Regions from separate parts of the Mus musculus genome. Here all the other regions are linked to region 4. A link is a contact called in public Hi-C, HiCAR-type and promoter capture Hi-C data. All regions are on one chromosome and are shown on one strand. Each heading gives the region's core, a stretch centred on a gene start, on an enhancer-like site or on the middle of the called end of the contact. The rest is flanking DNA. Distances are from core to core; before and after follow the strand shown.

Region 1 (3,565 bases), core at 1,024-3,523, 2.1 Mb before region 4:
TCCAAAATTGCAGTCCCAAGGGGTCTGTTACCCTCTTTGGAACAGTATGGATACAAGGCACATGTGGGAGGCGCATATCTATATGCAAGCCAAACACCCAGATACATAAAATAAAATAAGTAAAACAACCCCGGAAATCAGTTCTCTCATGTTAGCTGTGTCACCTTGACAAATATTCAATGTTATGTAATGTAGAAATGTAAAGAAACTGTTTGTTGGTACCTGTGACAACTCCTGGTTTCAATTTGATATAATTTATAAACACCTGGGAGATGGAACCCTGGGTATGCATGTGGGGGATTATATTGATCCCATTAAATGAGGTGGAAAGGCCTATCCACTATGGGTGGCACCATCCCCTGGCTCCCAGATGTACACCTAGAGAAAGGGAGATGAGCAGCAGCATGCTTCTTTACTTGGATGCAGTGTGACCCGGTACCTCAAATCCCTGTTGCTGTAACTGTCCCATCCTGGTGTATGGCCCTCTGAAACTGGAGCAGGAACAAACCCTTGAGTTGCTTCTCTCAGAGTGCTTTATCACAGCAACAGGACACAAAACTAAGATAGTACCTTATTTCCAACCCCGTATCAGAATGGTTAGTGGATTTCATTTTTGATGCAGGATGTTTGCTAAACTGCATTAAAAACATGGACTCTCCTTTAGGATATAGTAATATCAGGCTGCCAGGGTTCAGATTAGGTTCTCTGTGGTCAGCCTTCGTGTTCTGGTTTGGTTTGGTTTGTTTCTCATGAGACACCCATACCTTCAAGAGTTTCTTTAAAATATATTCATATTAAAAAGAAAGCATAAGACCCTTATTCCCACCAACCACACATTTTCTTGTATCATGTGAGGATGAGTCTATTATCAACTGACTGGATACTGTACGGAGGCTATGGCAGAGTAAGAAAATAAAAGGTGTGTGCCTGTGAATCTGTCCTTTCTTTGGGGGGAATGAACTACATACTTTGCCTCAATGTAATGTCCCGAAAAGTTGTCATCTTTCAAAAAAACCTAGCAGACCTCAAAATGTCCACTCACACAACACAGGCCTCACTTTGAAGGTAATTAATTCAGCTTAGCACTGTTCCCTGGAGGTCTTGTGGGACAGAGGGGCAACATGACACAACGGGCTGAAAATTGTAGAGTTGCTCACCTCCAATGCTAAAAAGCCCAGGGACCATCAGATGAACTACCAAGTTCTACTGTTAACGATGCTTAACCCAGAGATGTAAGGGCGCAGCATAGTCCTTTCACCTTACCTAGAGACAAAGCCCGGTCAAACAGGTATTCTGTTTGCACCTGTTGGGGAGCATTGTCCAACTTCAGAGACCACAGGTCGGTCGGTAGGTAGGGGCTTGAACTCCTGCAGGAAAGGGTATTTTTGAAAATCAGTTTCTCCTTGACCCTCCCAGATTTTTGGGATGCCAGGAAAGAGGGCACTTTCTAGAACAGAAGGACCACCACAGACTCCTATCGTCGAGGCTGGTGTGGATGAGAGCCTCAGACCTCTCCAGATGCCTATGAGTGTTTCCATTATGATGGTTCCTGAGGCCGAGGACATGCCCCTCCTAGCGCCCGCCCCGCCCGCGCGATGCCCGGCAGTAACCCCGAGGCGCACGGCAGCCTAGACGCCTTCAACTAGCGCGATTCCTCTGGTTGCAACCTAGTTGTTAGATCCGGCTCCTCCCGGGCAGAAACTGGAGTGTTGTTTGCACCCACGTAGCTTCTCGCTCGAATGTGCTCCTCTCTAGCTCCGGAGTCAGCCTTGCTCTTTTCCAGGGGCAGTGATCAGGGCGGGGTTGGGGGCGAGGAGATGGGCAGCCCCAAGCTGTGGGAGAGAGGGGAGCGGAAAGTCCAGAAATGGGGGAAGGGAAGGATGGGGCGCCTGGGGGTGTTAGCGGTAGGTGACAACTTTGGGAAGAGGTCCAGGTTACCCTCTCCGGCCTGGGACCGTGCCCACACAGAAATCAAAGCACGTCCGCAAGGCCCACAGCCTTTATTTCCGAGAGTAGCAGAAACCACCACCAAAAAAGAAAGAAAAAAGAAACAACGTTAGGGATGCTTAGCTGCAGCCGGCAGCCAGCTCTGCGCAGGCGCGCAGAGATCCAAGTCTGACCTGGAGTTACCCCGCTAGGCTGCCGCTGCAGAAGTAGGTGAAAGGTAACTAGCAGGCACCGCTGGGCCAAGGCCCAGGCAGGCCTGCTGCAGGACCTGTCCTGTGCCCTTCCAGACGCAGCAAGTTTCTTTAAGCAAGCACTTACTTCTGTGGATGATGCCTGAGCTAAAGTAATGTAAGGATGCCCGAATGGAGGAGATTTGGAGAACTTGGCAACTGGCACTCTGTAAACAAATGAGGACCTGGAATTGTGCAAGGGGTGGAGAAAAACAGTTATGGCATACTATTTAATATGGCTACTATGATGTGGAAAGCGTCACTTGCGTTTTTTAAATTTAGAGATCTGTTGAAGTAATGAGAAAGGAAACTGAGACCCAGGGAGTTCCAGAAACCTGCTCCAGAGTAAATAACAGGTAAATAGAGTGCGTTTTGGCAAGACCTCCGATAAGAAGTTACTCTATCCTTTCTGATGAAGGTACCTGCTACCCTTTGGGTTCTTCGTTCATTGAGGGCAGAAATACTGCTCACACTTGATAAATTTGCTGTTTATTGGAGTGAGCTCATAAAAGAACAGCTAGAGTTTTTTTCAACCCCAGGCGTCTCAAAGAGAAGCTGTCACTGTGTCTGGCAGGCTGAAGTGACTGCTTGTTTGTGACGTTCCCCAACACGAGGGCTTTTATATCCATTCAGCAGCCCTAACTGGCACCCAGTCTGGAATGTGTCCATCGCTGAAAACAGGTGGTAAGCACCGAAGGCGGAGAATGCCTTGCTTCCCCTGGAAATCCTGTACTGAGTCTGGCACAGTCTGCTCAAACTGCTGTGCCACAATACCAGTAAATTTCCCACTGATAAGCCAAGATCAAAGGACTGGCTGGCCCACAGACTGGCATCTCACCTTCTGCTCAGAGAGCAATGAGAGAGAAAAAGAGGAGAGGGAGCCGGGAGAGTATACGAACAGTGGCTTTTCTTGTAAGGTCAGAGCAGTTATAGACATCTGGGAGTCTCCCCATCTTTGGGCTTGGTGGAAGCCATTAGCATCCTTCCCATTACAGTTGCCTATGTAGCTAGAAGCATATCAGACAGGAGGGGAGGGCAGGGACCTGATCCCACTCTTATTACTTCTGTCTATCCCTTAATTCTGGGCTATTCCTCAGAATTGCAAAGAGCTGGAGAGAGCAGCAGGTGTCCTCCCTTCCTGAAGGAGCCTTGGAGACAGAGGAAAGGAAATAGAAGTGGGCCAGCCTCCTCCCACTCCCATCTCTTTCCAAGAATCTGCTCCCTTGAGTGTCTCAGGGAGTTGGAATGTCACCGCCTCATGGGCCCTCCACTGAGTTGCTGCTCAGGCTGATTAAAACAAAGGCTGCAATTGGGCTACCCTTGCCCGAAAGTAACCCTGTCTGCATGCCTTGCTGAGGTGACCAGGGGAGACGTGGAGGCTGTTGGAT
Region 2 (3,861 bases), core at 385-2,884, 2.9 Mb before region 4:
TACCACAGGAAGGCAGGTAGCATACTATTATAGATACTGTACTGTTTCTTTTTTGTTTCTTTGTTTTTCGAGGCAGGGTTTCTCTGTATAGCCCTGGCTGTCCTGGAACTCACTCTGTAGACCAGGATGGCCTCGAACTCAAAAATCCGCCTGCCTCTGCCTCCCAAGTGCTGGGATTAAAGGCGCGCGCCACCACTGCCAGGCAGTCTGGCACTTTTTACTTGAGAACCTGCTGCCAATGCTTGCCTAGGAAGTTCTCAGGTTCAGGAAGGCGATCTTCACTTTCCTCCCTGTCTACCACTGTAAATTTCAGCATGCACAGGACCTGCAGTTCTAAGCCAGTATTGAGAGGGAAAATAGAAACAATCCTCCATCCTAACCCAGAAGCTATATCCAATTGATAACTGCTGCAGAGCAAATCATTTTTCCAGTGATGTCTGGGTGTACAAACCATATTTAAGGGTAGTCCCTCCCGATGCCTAGCAATAGATGGCCAACATAAAACGAACTTAATGGTATTTTTAGAGGGTTTTTGTCTCACACTGCTTTGTCTGAACATTTCCATTTAATATTAAAAATCTTTTGTTTATTATGTATTATGGTTTCTGCTTTTGTTTTTATGTTTTGTGTGTATATCTCTGTGTGAATGTGTCTCATTGTGTCTCTAATGCTCTTTCTTTGGCTTTTTTCCCCCTCCTGTTTATTTGGTCCTTCTGTTTTTAAAATCTTATTTTATCATCATCATTTTAGATGTCTGTTTATATTCTTATGAGAAAGAGAAAAGAAAATGTGTGGATTTGGGTGAGTGTGGAAATGGAGGAGGTTCTAGGAGAGGTTGGGGCGGAGAAAACTAATCGGAATATACGGTAGGAAAAAAAATAAATTTTCAATAAAAAAAACAAAGCTAAGCCCTTCTCTTAGTATTGATGCTTAAATATAAATAATCCCAACACCATTTTTTTTTTAAATTACATAGTTGATGGGGATCAGCTCTAACTAGCAATGTAAAATTAGCAGTTGTAGATAATAAGTTTAGGAGTACACACTCTGTAGTTAGGCAGCCTGGAACAAAAATCTCTCTTCACTTATAAGTCGTTTAACCCAGTGATTCAATAAACTCGTCTGTACAAAAGGAAACACTAGGGTTCCACGTTTGTTGAGGAAATTCTTGACAGCCTTTGAAACACAGCTACCCGATCTACAGAACTCTGTAAATACAAACTGTTATTAAGAAGCTTCAGCAACATTTCGTGAACCGGTACGTCAGCCACTGCTTATCATTAAACAGGTTTTCGGCATAAAAAAAAAAAAAAAAATCTTACAGCCGTTTGCCTAGCATCTTCCACCAAACTCCACATACTGCAGGCCTACAGTCCCCTCCGGAAACTGGAACTGGTTTTGGTTTGTGTTTTCAAAGCCAGTGCCTTTCTCTTCAATTAGTAGAAAATGAAGCCTCAGAGGACTTTTCTCACTAGTGTTGGTTTCCACCCTGTAATATCCTCGAAGGGTCCCGGGACCCCCGGCCCGCCCCCGCCCCGGCCCGCCCCGGCCGCGCCCCGCAGCAAAGAGCGTAGACCGGGAGGGGGCGGAGCCTGCGGACAGAAGCCAAGGCTCCGACCGATAGCCTGAAAGGGCCAGAAAGAGGGCGGGGCCGGCAACGCGCGAGGCCCAGACCTGGAAGAGGTGCTGCCCAGAGCATGCCTGACGCGATGTCAGCACGACCTATCTTCATTTTCGCTTTCCATGTTCAAAACGGTATAGTCTCCTACCTTCCAATATTAAAACTATTATTTATTGTCGCTATGTCGTTTCTGTGTTTTTCCTTAGGGCAAAAGAGGAAGCGCTTCAGTCAGGCAGATACTAGGCACCAACAGAGCGCAGACGCCTCGGAGTTGGGGTCCTTTGCTCGCGCCGAAATTCAAAGGAACAGTTCCGGCACGGTTGTTGGCTGCAGCGGATGCGGTGCCCGGGATGGTGGCGTTCGCCCGGTAGCGCCTGAGTACAGGTCGGGTGGCCTCACTGTCCACTTTCGCGTCGGGTTGGAACTTTGCTGGTTCCCCTGGCCAGCCGCTTTGTGGCGGGTGCGTAGTGCTGCTCTTGGCCCGGCCTGGTGTCCAGGCGGGAGATGAGGCACAGGGGTGGGCAAGATTCTCAAGGAGGGACTTGAAGCGAGAATTAGAGATGTTGACTGTTGTTCATCCGTAAGGTGAATCGAGAAAGGCTTGGGCAAGCGAGAGAACACGGAATTTTAAAACGAGGCAGTAGAATGGATTCACTTCGCCCTTAAGGTTCACTAACTACCCGGGTTCTGAGAGTCGAGTGTAAACAGAGTTAAGGTCGTATGTAGGCAAAAAAGCACAACGGGACCGAGAATGAGTTGGAAAGACGGTGCCGACTGATGTCATCTTTTACTGCTGTGGAGGAAAAAGGAAGGAGAGGATGGGTGTGCGTGCTATTAGGGAGATCCATGAAGGACTCCTGTAAGATGTATGCTAAGTGGTGTGCAGTAAAGAGTATTCAGTCCAGTGTCGTCTGTGGCAAGGATAATGAAATGGGAAATAATTAGTAGTCTCTGTTAACTACAGTATTGTAGTGCAACACGAACCTAGGAAAGTGGACAGTAATGATAAAGATGATTTTTAGGTTAAATGGTTTAACTTACCGGCATTGGCTAACGGTTGGATGTTTTAAAATCTGAGCCAGCTGTTTTTAGGAGAAAAAGTAGTTTGGCAGGTGTATTTTTTCTTTTCTTTTCTTTTCTTTTTTTTTTTTTTTTTTTTTACTTTACGTTATTGTGTATCCTGTCGTATTTACTATGATTTGAGGGTTTTTAACATTCTACATAAATGATCTTATTTCTGTTTTATACAGACGTGACTTGTAGCTTGTTGCCTAACAGGCTTACTAACCCAAGACAGTTTAGAAAATGTATGTTAAATCAATCATTCTCGAAGGATTCAAGTCCTATGCACAGAGGACTGAAGTCAATGGTTTTGACCCCCTCTTCAATGCGATCACTGGTTTAAATGGTAGTGGAAAATCCAACATATTGGACTCCATATGCTTTCTCCTAGGCATCTCCAACCTGTCCCAGGTAAAGTGTCAGCTTTTCTGACTTATGTGTTGGCAAGAGAATCTGTTAATCTGTGGAGACTTTGGGTTTTCTTTCTTTGCATGTTTGTACTTCATGTGTTTTGTTTGTACTTCATGTGAGTTATGTTGTGTTGCAGTGCAGCCGTTTAAGCAAATACTATTACTGTTTCATCCTGTAGACAGACGAAAAGATACATACAGAGGCCTTGCCTGAGGTTTGTCCTCCTAAGCTGTTGGGAGTAACACCCATACCAGCATACCAGCACTGTTATATTGGGTAGTCTCTGTTCTCAGTCCATACCTGCTCTTTTTTTTTTTTTTTTTTTTTTTTAGTTTCCCACATTTCTTTTTTTTTTTTTTTTTAATTTTTTATTAGGTATTTTCCTCACTTACATTTCCAATGCTATCCCAAAAGTCCCCCATACCCACCCCCCAACTCCCTTACCTACTCACTCCCCCTTTTTGGCCCTGGCGTTCCCCTTTACTGGGGCATATAAAGTTTGCAAGTCCAATGGGCCTCTCTTTCCAGTGATGGCCGACTAGGCTATCTTTTGATACATATGCAGCTAGAGTCAAGAGCTCCGGGGTACTGGTTAGTTCATATTGTTGTTCCACCTATAGGGTTGCAGACCCCTTTAGCTCCTTGGGTACTTTCTCTAGCTCCTCCATTGGGAGCCTTGTGATCCATCCAATAGTGAGCATCCACTTCTGTGTTTGCTAGGCCCCAGCATAGTCTGGGTCCTTTCAGCAAAATCTTGCTAGTGTGTG
Region 3 (3,583 bases), core at 89-2,588, 2.2 Mb before region 4:
AACGGTCTGGGAGTCAGGAAACAAACAAACAAACAAAAAACAAAAACAAAAAAGAAAAAAACAACAACATGAAAACATAGACTGGCTTTCTTGGCCTCGGGTTTCCTCCCAGTTTGGAAACACCAGTTTTGACCAGATTCACAGTGAAGCAAAAGGACTAGAGACTCTCACTCCGCACCAGGCCATACCTAGGCTACCCGGCCAGGAGGCGCTGCGGGCCAGTCTCCAGGGGCCACCCGCAGGCCGCCCAGCCCCCACCCCCTGGCGGCGGAGCCCGGCCCAGCACCCGAGCTGCGAGTTCTGTGCTGCCCGATGGGGTTACTTGCGGTCATTCGGCTGCACAACCTAGCCCCAGCTTCCCAATCGGTGCTCAGCCCGAAGTCTCCCCAAGGGAAGACTAGCAAAAAGCAGTAAGATGAGGGTGGATTGGGCACCCCAGTTTCGGGTTTCTGCAGACTCTCTTAAGTTTTCTGTCTTTAGAAGGAACAAAAGTGGTCTCCCACTTTGCGCCAGGGACTGCAGCCCTCCAGAGCGCAGGAAGCCTGTGGGCAGGACCCCGGAGTCGAACAAAGCCCAGAGAACTCAAGCAGCAGTAACATAAAAGACCCCGTTTAGGACACTTCCTACTAGAGTTCTTTGGAAACAAGGACATGCAGTCCCAGTCCCGGGAAGAGAACCTCCAAGTCAGAGGCCAACACAAACCAGTTAAATAATGGAGTGAGGACTCAGATGTGACACTTGTGGGCGACGGCCTACCCCGCGCCAGACAAAAGGAGACCCTTTGTAGAGGATTCCCTTCTCCCTACCCCACTGGCTGTACCCCGAGGACGTCCGGGAACCTTGGCTCACACTGCGCCCAAGAGGCGAGTCTCCGACGCCGGAGATGCTCTCGCTGGTCTCCGATTCCGGGAGACCCGAGTGCGGCAGTTCTGAGTCCCAGGGTCGACAGGGCCCGTCCCAGAACATTCTTTCCCTGTTTATGCCTCCCCTGTACTATTTGCATCCCCAGAAGTAAGGTACATGGGAGTTCGAGTCCCCCCAGTGTCCCCAAAACGGAGAGCTTCCCAACGCTTCCTTGGCCCCGAAACAAAATGCCCAAGTCACTGAAGAACCTCTTACCTGTTTTCCACTTTGCTGTTTGAGTCTGTTTTCCCTACCCCTGCACAAACCCTTCCAGAAAGGGGAAGAAAAAAGTGGGGGGAAACAGGGAGCAGAGCAGCTCCCCAAGCCGGCTGTGGTTGCGCGGGTCCCGCGGCGCCCCCTGCCCAGCTTTGCGCTGCGCCGCGGAGAGAAGTGGGCTCTGCCGGTCCCGGCCCGCTCGCTCGCCCTCGGAATTACTGGTTTTTGCCGCGACTAGTTCCTTTTATAGATTCGGCTGTGCCGAGCGCCGGGGTTACTACCGGTCAAACGCTGTTCTCTCCCTCTTTCCCCCGCCCCCTTCCCGGCCTCTGTTTATGTAGTTCAGTCACTCAGCAGAAAGCACGTGGAGACATGGCCCGCCCCTTAAACCGGCGACAGTGCGCCGCCGCAGCGGGCACTGGGGGCGCATGGTGAGAGCTTTGTGGGGCCCGCTTTCTGTAGCCCTGGCCCTGACCTGCTAGCCTTCGGGAAACGGGAAACTCCGGACTTGCGCTGAGCCAGGGACTCCACATTCCCGGCAGAGGAGGAAAGGGGAAAAGCTCGTTCTCTAAACTCCTCTTTCTGCAATTGTTTGGGGTTTTGTGGGTGTTGCTTTTTGAGTTTTGTTTGTTTTGTTTGTGTGTGTATGCCCTCTTCCTCTCTCCCTCCCGCTCTCCCTTACTCCCACTCTCCCCCCTCTCCTTTTGTTAGTTTGCTCAGCCCCCAACTTGGGAAGGAAAACTCCCCACCCCACCCCACCCCCAGATGCCAACCATTTTCGGTCTCTTCCTTTTCTTCCTTTAAAAGTCCTAGATTGGGGGAAGGGATGTGGAATGGACAGTGAATATCAGCCTATTTTGGTGTCTGCCTCAAACCTTTACATTGATTTTGAAGAGAAGATCTCTACCTTCCAGGGACCTAGTCTGCACCTTCTACACACACACACACACACACACACACACACACACACACACACACACACCTTCCAGGGACCTAGTCTGCACCTTCTACACACACACACACACACACACACACACACTCCACTAGTAATAGGTACCTATAAGCCACAAGGGGCAGCTGTGGTCACAAGAGTGGGTTTTGATGATGTCAAACGACCAAAGTTAGATAAAGTTTTTCTGCCTCTATTTTATTTGTTTTAATTGAGACAGAGTCTCATGTAGTCTGCTCATAAACTCAATAACCTTGAATTCCTAATCCTCTTGCCTCCCAAGGCCTAAAATTACAGGAACAGAGTACCACACCCACATTTGTACAGTGCGGAGAGATGGAACCCAGCCTCTTGCATAGCAGGCAAGCATTCAGCCAGCTGAGAGCTACATCCTTGGCCCTTGCTTCCTGTCTCTCAAGAGAGAACGTTCTCTCTGCCTCAGAGTTTTCTGAAAATGAATTTCGTTGGAACTTTTGAAGTCCTCGGAAGAAGAGTGCCAACACCAGAATCCTACTGACTGAACATCAGTGCCAATCTCTAGTGACATCCATACCCTATAAACCATTTCCTATGCCAGACTTTTAAAAGTCCAGCACTGGCAAAGAATTTAAAATAATATGTGTGACCATCTGTGTACAAAGGAAAACGCCTAAGGGGAAAGGATCGTTCTTTGCATGATTTTAGGAGATTAAGTCTTTATGCAGCTTCCCTCATTTCCCCCATATCTCCTAGCACCTAAAATACACACACACACACACACACACACACACATTCTTTTTGTACTTTGAAGAATTTGGTTCCCAAGAGTACTCCTACTAAATTCTGTTCCCAGCATCCACTTGCTGCTTTACAACCATCTGTAACTCCAGTTACAGGAGAGCTGACACAGTCTTCTGGCCTCCATAAGCACCAGGTGTGTACGTGGTGCACACATGTGCACATAAGTAAAACACTCATGTACATAAATAAATCTCTCTCTTTTTTACCCTAAAAATAAAAGCTAACTTCTTGGGTTTCTCTAAAAGAGCGTAGGTGACATGTAAGTGCTACCCAAATCAGGTAGTTAGGAGGCAGAGAAAGAAGAAAGGGTGGGAAGAAAGAAGCCCCGGGCAGAGCATCCTGGAATCCTCACTATATGAAGGCAATGACCCTGAAATCCAACTTGCAGTGTTTAACTAGGAAGCCCTGTAGGGTTAGGAATCTGCCCCTATTCAACTCTCACTGCAATAAATGCACAAATACACTGCAGTGTTGGCAGTATGTGTATGCATGTTGTAAATCTCTACCCTTCGACACCTACAGAGGCCAAATGCTTCATCCAGGTTACACCTGTTGACACCAAGTGACATGACCTGCCATCAGGACAGCACCTCATGACACAACTACTGGATTTCAACAGTTAGAACTTAGATGATATCACACTTAAGAAAGAAAGAAATTTCAAAGCAGGAATTTCTCCATCCTTTGAGTACCCCTGGTTAGTTTGTTCCTGAGCATGCTCCAGAGAGCTTTCCC
Region 4 (3,615 bases), core at 402-2,901:
GAAGGGAAAGCCCATAAGGAAGTCAGTTGCTACCTTTGCCCATGTTTTTTTCCAGCATCTGGTTACGCTGAAAACAGTAATACTGCTTTGCCTTTGGCTGACCCTATAGCTAAAGGGAGAGATCCCAGCTGCCAGTTTTTCAGAGCAAAAGTTGAGCATACCTGGTGACTAAGACTAGTTCCACAGGAAGACAGCCTAGCCGGCAGAGAATTCGATATTTATCATAGTTCAGGGACATACCTTGTCGGTGGAGAGGGGGCTTGGTTAGGGAAAGTTCCATGACAAAATTATATCCTAGCTTCTGGAATCATGAAAATCCAAATAGCGATACTGTAATCATTGATGGTGCTGGCTCAGAGATGGGGGATGCTCATAATTGTCCTCACTGTGGTCTGATGGTAACTGCTTTTTCTTCTTTTTAAGTCTAACAGGGGTCACTGCACTATTAAGAGGCAGCATACAGACAAGCACCTAAAGTGTCACTTACTATTGTGGTGCTTATTACCCGACACCTCTGCACTCTGGTCTTATCGCTGTGTAAATAATCATACAGCTACAGCCAAGCACTTAACTTTGTGTTCCTGACTCTAAGACTTACATGCATTATCCCACCCTCTCCAACCACCAATTAGCTGAGTGACATCTCACCCTTACTGCCAAGGAACCAGAAGCACGTCTACCTATTTTTCTAATATTTACCTTGTACCTACAATGTGCTAGGCTTATTCTGTAGGCTTTGGGGCACAACGTGGGCAAAACAAAATGCATGCCTCTGTGTAGCTTCAGCCTGGGGACCAGAAAAAGAAGAGAAGACACACACGCTAAATACACATAGTGTAGAGTACCCAGAAGGTGATGAATGGTTACTGAGACAAGTGGAGCTGGATAATGAGATCCGAATAAGATACTTTAAGTTGGATAGGCAGGATAGAGTTCAAGAAGGCGACATTTGAGCAAAGATTAAAAGGGTCCACGTGCAAAGGAAAGCAGCGCTTGGGGTGAGGCGGGGGGGGGCGGGGGAAGGGGGTGAGGAGAGGCAACCGCCTAATATCTACCACCAACACCTAAACGAAGCAAAACGATAGAGGGAAAGGCGTGACACAACTAGGCCTCCTTCTTAAATCCGCCTTTCTTTAGAGGTGGGAGGTCCCAAGGCTGGTGAGAGAACACAAGACTGGCAAGCAAGCAGTCCATGGCTGAAGTCAGTCTCAGAATCAGGGAAGCAACCGGCATTACACATGCTCGACTGGCGATGTGCGCCCCTCCTGGGCCGGCCCTCGGCAATCCTTGCACTAAGGCTCCGCCCGCTCCACCGCCCTCAAGGTTCCGCGCTCGCTGAGCCGCAGCCACTGAGCCGGGACTCCACGTAGCCGTTCCCCGGCTACGGGTTGCGCAACTCGCGCCGCTGGGCGGAGCCTGGATGTAGGCGGAGCCACTGCAGGACCGCGGAGCGGACCAGGCCTCCGCGAGCGCCTCTGCTTGCGAAGTGCGCCTGCGCACGCCGGTGCCGCGCCGCACGATATTCCAGCCCCACCCATCGCCCCGCCTCCAATTCCCGGGCGGAGTTCCTGTTCACGCCTGCGCACTGCGTCGCCGCACCCTGCGCCTGCTCAGATCGCCCGAGTCTGGCCCCATCCTCCGGGTTTTTTTCTGGTGGGGGAGGGGTCACGTCTCGGCGAGTCACGGTGATGGCGGCCACCATCCTGTGGTGAGGTAGCGGGTTCTCTGCGTCTCTCGGGGAGTCCCTCGCGCCTCCTGCGGGCCCAGTGGCTGGCGCGTGAGGAAGCACCGCGGGTCGAGCTTACCGGGAAAGCCGCGGGAGCGAGCGGCGGCGCGGCCAGGGGAGACGCGGGGCCCGGGGTGAGTGCGACTCCGGGCGAATGTGACAAGCCCCCCCACCCCCACCGCCTTCCTCCCGAGAGCGCGAGGATCGCGGCCACCCCGGGGCGGCCAGGCCCCGGCTTAGGCACCATGCAGGTCACCCTGAAGACCCTTCAGCAGCAGACCTTCAAGATCGACATCGACCCGGAGGAGACGGTATGCGCCGCCGGGTTAGGGGAGCGCGGGCCCGAGTCGGGGCGGCGCGGGAGGGCCCCAGAGGGGCGTCGGGTCACCGCCGGCTTTGTGGCCGACAACGAGGAAGGCCCGGGGGCAGATGGCGTGGAGCAGCACCGGTCCGCGTGGGCGCTGGTGGCCGCGGCCCGGAGCGCGTGGTCGTGGGGACGGAGGGGGAGGGGAGACCTGGCGGCCTGGGCGCTGGAGCCGGGCCTGACGTGCACAGGTGGGGGAGGGAGGGAGACCCAGGCGAAGCCACCACCCTCCGGCGACATGGCTAGGTGCAGAGGTCTAAGGGGCCGGTTACCCAAGACGGTGGGCCTTAAACGCGCCTAGTTTTGTCTGCAGCCGGGAGGGATGGTGGGGGAAAAATGAATTTTTTGGCCTCTCAGAAGGAGCCCTTTTATTTATGTCTTATTTTGGATTAGTTTTTACGATCCTTCCCCTCGCAGCCACTGAACCCACACCCACAGGTGGATTACGTTCTGAGGCCACGTTGGTGGTGAAGAATTTTGCATTAGAAACCTTCAGATCCGGATTTAAATGCGTTCTTTCGGTCGTCTTGGGAACCTGAACGCTCCTCGGACTCCTAGAATAGTAGTATTTGAAGGGAGGGAGAAAAATATAAAAACTTGGTGTTCTACAGTTAAAAAGCCGACTACTACACTTAACGAGTTCACGTGATAAATTCTAATGCAGTGGTCTCCGGTTTTGCCTGTAAAAAGATCTGTGTTAACTTTAATACAACTTTATGTCAGGAATCTAAAAAATGTCATGCGAATAAAATTTTTTCTCACGTGGAATTATGACGCTATGTCAATAGATTACTGCATATTTGTGTGGGGGGGTTTCCTTCTTCTTCTTCTTTTTTTTTTTTTTTGACTGATTGAGTTTGTAATTGAAACAACCAGGACGTGGTGTTAATTAAATAGATCCGAGATCCGAATTCTATTTGTGGCTCTATAACTCGTTTTCTACAGCGGGACAAACTACCCTGTTTGATTTTCTGAAATGGGAACTGTACCAGCTGAGATGGTGAGGATTAAATGGCATTTAGTTGATTTCTAAATAAGGCCTACTATGTAATCAGTATATGTTTGTGTGAAGACATGGTGTTTTGTTTTACCTATCACATCTAATATTCTAAAGTCTCCTTCAATCTTTAATAAGAAGCCAAGAATTCCCAACCTTTTTGAAATTGTGGCACAAAATAATTTTATAAGAAGTTATTTAATTTCCAGATATCTGCAATAATTCTTGAAAGTATAGAAAAACATTTACATGAGAGCTCTGCAATCTTCACAGAAGCAGTTGTTAACAATTAGTGGACAGAGGCCCTGTAGAATCAAATTTCTTCCTCACCCCCCCCCTTTTTTTTTTCTTTAGGCTTTTGAGACAGGGTTTCTCTGTGTATCTCTGGCTGTCCTGGAACTCAACTCTAGCCCTGGCTGGCCTCAAACTCAGAGATCAGCCAGCCTCTGCCTCCTGAGTGCTGGGATTAAGGGAGTGCACCACCATTTTCTTCTACTACTTAAAGTACAGGGCTGGGATATCAGACAG
Region 5 (3,877 bases), core at 1,023-3,522, 2.3 Mb before region 4:
AGAGACAAAGGCAGAAAATAGGGATGAAGGAGTAGGGAGAAAGGGACAGGGGAGTAGGGGAGGGATATTTTATCCCAGGGACAAAGGATTGTCTCTGGATAGTGAGGACACCGATGTGGCACATAGGAAAATGGCAGTTTATAAAGAAACAAAGGGACACCCTCCCTCCCATGTTTGGATGGGGTGTTTAATTTTGACATGTTATTTAGGTGAGCCAAAGGGGGCCTTTGATTGCTGGGCTTCAGTACTTTGATAGCTGGACCTTGGATGTCATCCACAGGAGGAGGAAGTAGCTAGCTTTAGGAATGCACTCTAATGGTTTTTAGCAAGGCAGAGGGAATAAATGAGAAGGGCAAGGCCTGCCCAAGCCATGTTTGCCATGTTTGCCATGTTTGCCATGTTCAGCTGGCATGTTTGTCCCTTTCTACTACTTCTGTCTGCACAGTTGCACAAGTCTAACCTTTGGACAAAATCAAACAAGAATGCCACCGAGGACACTGTTTTGCCAGCATCATAAGTCAACGATCCTGCACCGGGCACCTATTTGTTTTTTGAGGTGAACAAATATATTTTCACAAAAGCCAGACTAAATGAAAAATAACATGGTCGGAAAAGCCTTACCCAAGGGTATATGAAAAGTATAAATTTATAACCTGTTTTGATAGTGTTTAGTTAAGATTAATGTGCACGTGACTTAGAAGTCAGCAATTCAATGGATATGCACTCTAGAGCATTATGTGCTCATAACATAATGTCAGCAATTCAATAGATATGTTCTCTTTGAAATGGAAACGAGAACATGACCACTCCTGGTATGGTTAAGGAGAAAGTTTTTATTGTGGGTCTGAGGGAGAGAACAGCCCAAGGCATCCGGAAGGGTCCAGGCTGAGCATTGCCGGCAGAATAGACGGGGCCATGAGAGGGGAGAAGAGACAGGGGGGAAGAAATGAGGGGGCGGGAGAGAGAAGGCAAGGGGACAAAGAGAGAAGCCAAGAGGAGAACCAAACAAGATAGCATCTAGCCAAGATAGCTGAGGTTCTATAGGAAAGGGGAGGTGGGGGGAGGGCAGTGAAGCTCGGGGCTGGGGTGGTTTAAAGGATTTGGGATGAGAAGTGCTAAGGAGCCAGGCCAGTGTGTGTTTTTAATGTTAAGACAGCCCTGTTAGCCGTTGGTCCCAGGTTTCTCTGAGACCTTACCCTGTAGACCAGAGGTGTGTGCATACTCCAAAGCAGTCTACTGACTGCACCCAAAGCTTCTGGCTACTTGGATGCTAAAAGCTGTATCTTACCTTCATTGTTCATAAAAGGACGGAACAAAGGACAATACTATCAGGACTTGTGACGATTTAGTTAATAAAAGGCATAGATGTCATATTCTAGTTAAGTTGTTGCAAATACATCAAAAATCCCTTTCATGTTCACCACCGCTTGGAATGTCTTACGTACACCTTAAATTGCCATTTAATACCTAAAGAAGCACGCCTGTTTTTCAATAACTTACCTCTATAGTTTGATGATATTTGTTCAGTGTAACTTGTTTTTAGAGCTATGTGTATTTGCTAAGCATAAAATCGTTAGGAGTTTAAAGGCTAACAGGATTTCCAAGTTTATGACGCTAAAACGGTTTTAATCTCTGATGACCAGTAAATAATATAGCTTAGTGTACATTAGTAAATTGGCCAAGAGGCGATTTTCAGGGAAATCATTGCGATTATTTAGCTATTTAATGTTTGTGAACAGTGGACCCAATGAAAGCAGTGTATTTAAAAATGGTTTCTAAATCTTAGTTGGAAAGTCATGAAACCTAGAATATGCTTCACAGAGAACACAAACACGCGCTAGAAAAATATAAATTGTAATTGAAGTTTTTCTGAGGGCCAAAAATCAGAGGCCGTCAGAGGTCAGCTTTCGCATCACACAAAATTATTTCAATCTTCACCTGTGACTCTCAGGCCCTCGGACCCACTCTTCTGGGTTCCAGGAAAATTATCCCATCTTTGTTCGGAGACTCCCAGGCCATGCTGGGGATGGGGTTTGGAGTTGCAATGGGGATGCAGAATACTCTGTGATACAGGAGAAGGCTCGCTGATGGTTGCTACAAGTTCACCCCACCCCAAGAAGCATCCACGCCACGCCCTACATTCTGGAGTGTTAGAACCATACAGAAGAGGTAATGCCCCGGGATGGGGAACAGAACCGCGGACTGCTTTGTGTCCGCACCCTCTGAGCCTCTTGCGCCTGCGGGGAAGGGCGGAGCCACGCCGCCGAGCCACGCCCAGTCCAGCAGGGACCCAATCGAAGTTGGCCCGCGCACCAGGAAGCGAGGAGAGCGCGTATCCGAGCGCCCGGCGGCGGTCTTCCTGCGCGCTCAGGACCGCACCATGCTCGCGCTCCGAAGCGGCCTAAGGACAGCGCTGGCCCCGCGGGTTCTGACGCCTCAGGTAGGGGCCGCGGGGGCGTGCGAGAATCCCGCGCAGGGAGGTGGAACTGTCCTTAGGTGGTGTAGAAACGGGGATCAGGGAGGTGGGTGCGGTCTGTGGGGAGAGCGAGCTTAGCCTAGGGAGGTGGGCGGGGCGTGTGTCGGGCACGAGCAGCCTTGGGAGGTGGGCGGGGTTCGTGGTGCGCGTGATGACGACGCTGCGAGGTGGGCGGGTCTGCAGTGCGGAGAACGGGCCGTATTCTGGGAACTGGGCGGAGCCTGCCTAGTGGAGGCCGGGGGTGGGCGGGGCCTTGCTCTAAGGGGCAGTGCCGGGAGGTGGGCGGGGTCTGCAGTGAGAGTTGTCCTTCGGAGGTAGGTGGGTTTGTGGGGCAGGAACCAGCAACACTGTGAAGTGGGTGGGGTCTGGAGCGTGAGTAGACCCCTGGTCGGTCCAGCCAATGCCCGGTTCAATCGGTACCCAATATTTCGTGAGTCCAGGGTGAACCCACTTGTCAGGTTGCCTCCCTGGACAATGGACAGAGACCTTTCCTTGACACCGGGTGTCCCCGAAGCCCTGAGCATTGTGTTCTTGCAGTCATCACCATCGTGACTGCCACTCATTGAGGGTTTACAGTTCCTGCCTGGTTCAAAAGCCAGGCTTTATGGAGTTCAGGGTAAACCTGGGAGCATCCCGCCCTGCAACTCAGGGTCTGGAGATCTTAAGGGGAGCATGGCTTTGGAGCCTGCTGAAACTGGTTGTGCCTGAGATGGGACTTTCATAAAAAGGAGGACACCTACCAGCCTCAGCTGTTGACCCAGGGCTATTTGTGACTTGAACACCGAAGTTCTTGACTTACTTTGTTTAGGAAGAGCATTAAGAGCTGTCTAGAGACAGACTTTGTGTCGAACACTAAAGAGCATAGTATTCATATGGCCGCTGTCCTCTCTGTCTTCCTAGTATGGTTGACAAAAAGCTCTAATTTGGAGATAGGAGCAAGCAGATTTCTACCCTGGCACTGTTTGTCCCAGCCCTGCAACAGAAAATTACCTCACCCCTTAACAAACACCTTTCAATACAGATTTCTTTAATGCATATTTTCTGTGTGAAAGATTATAGTAAAAGTATCTTTGATCAATAATTTATTTCTGTTCTATCAATACAAATTCCTCGAATCATTCTAAAAGATTGTTATAAGTCTGCCATGTTTCCTTTTTGATCTGGTAAGTTTTTACAAGTTTAGATTATTTTTCTGTGTTTGTGCACCGTGTACATGCCTGGTGTTTGAGGAGGTCAGAAGACAATGGCTTCTCTGGGACTGGAGTTACAAACCATTGAGAGCCTGAATGGGTACTGGAAGTGGAACCTGGGTTCTGCAAGAGCAACAAGTGCAGTCAACCACTGAGCCAACTCTCCAGCTTTTATTATATATTTTAAACTACAAGTATGAAGCAGTTATTT

What was found. Hi-C and Micro-C count contacts between places; a contact is called where the count stands out from the background. HiCAR-type assays count read pairs that join an accessible place to other places. Capture Hi-C pulls out chosen DNA fragments and counts their contacts.
Region 1: a contact with region 4 is called in a HiCAR-type map of astrocytes, with 3 times the contacts expected there. The contact joins the promoter of Lexis1 here to the promoter of Rad23b in region 4. A contact is called at or near these places in 1 of 39 promoter capture datasets (hippocampal neurons) and 2 of 115 datasets of contacts at active chromatin or transcription factors (astrocytes and stem cell-derived neural progenitor cells).
Region 2: a promoter capture Hi-C map of adipose tissue shows a contact between it and region 4, with 4 times the contacts expected there. The contact joins the promoter of Smc2os here to the promoter of Rad23b in region 4. A contact is called at or near these places in 1 of 39 promoter capture datasets (pre-B cells) and 2 of 9 other capture datasets (adipose tissue and liver).
Region 3: a contact with region 4 is called in a promoter capture Hi-C map of liver, with 3 times the contacts expected there. The contact joins the promoter of Abca1 here to the promoter of Rad23b in region 4. A contact is called at or near these places in 1 of 115 datasets of contacts at active chromatin or transcription factors (astrocytes) and 1 of 9 other capture datasets (liver).
Region 5: a Hi-C map of CD8 T cells shows a contact between it and region 4, with 5 times the contacts expected there. The contact joins the promoter of Nipsnap3b here to the promoter of Rad23b in region 4. A contact is called at or near these places in 4 of 39 promoter capture datasets (liver, neutrophils and pre-B cells), 5 of 484 Hi-C or Micro-C datasets (CD4 T cells, CD8 T cells, neutrophils and 1 more), 1 of 115 datasets of contacts at active chromatin or transcription factors (pro-B cells) and 2 of 9 other capture datasets (adipose tissue and liver).

Annotation. Positions count from the first base shown.
Region 1 is chr4:53,216,088-53,219,652 of GRCm38.p6, forward strand. Lexis1 (a long non-coding RNA gene) reads right to left here and starts at 2,274. Exons shown (of 8, transcript XR_390567.4): 1 at 1,264-2,274.
Region 2 is chr4:52,437,330-52,441,190 of GRCm38.p6, forward strand. It overlaps Smc2os (structural maintenance of chromosomes 2, opposite strand), which reads right to left and starts at 1,635. Exons shown (of 2, transcript NR_045175.1): 1 at 1,323-1,635. It overlaps Smc2 (structural maintenance of chromosomes 2), which reads left to right and starts at 1,892. Exons shown (of 25, transcript NM_001301412.1): 1 at 1,892-2,081; 2 at 2,872-3,094. The coding sequence starts at 2,927.
Region 3 is chr4:53,158,557-53,162,139 of GRCm38.p6, forward strand. Abca1 (ATP-binding cassette, sub-family A (ABC1), member 1) reads right to left here and starts at 1,339. Exons shown (of 50, transcript NM_013454.3): 1 at 1,120-1,339.
Region 4 is chr4:55,348,391-55,352,005 of GRCm38.p6, forward strand. Rad23b (RAD23 homolog B, nucleotide excision repair protein) reads left to right here and starts at 1,652. Exons shown (of 10, transcript NM_009011.4): 1 at 1,652-2,037. The coding sequence starts at 1,972.
Region 5 is chr4:53,009,608-53,013,484 of GRCm38.p6, forward strand. Nipsnap3b (nipsnap homolog 3B) reads left to right here and starts at 2,273. Exons shown (of 6, transcript NM_025623.3): 1 at 2,273-2,440. The coding sequence starts at 2,381.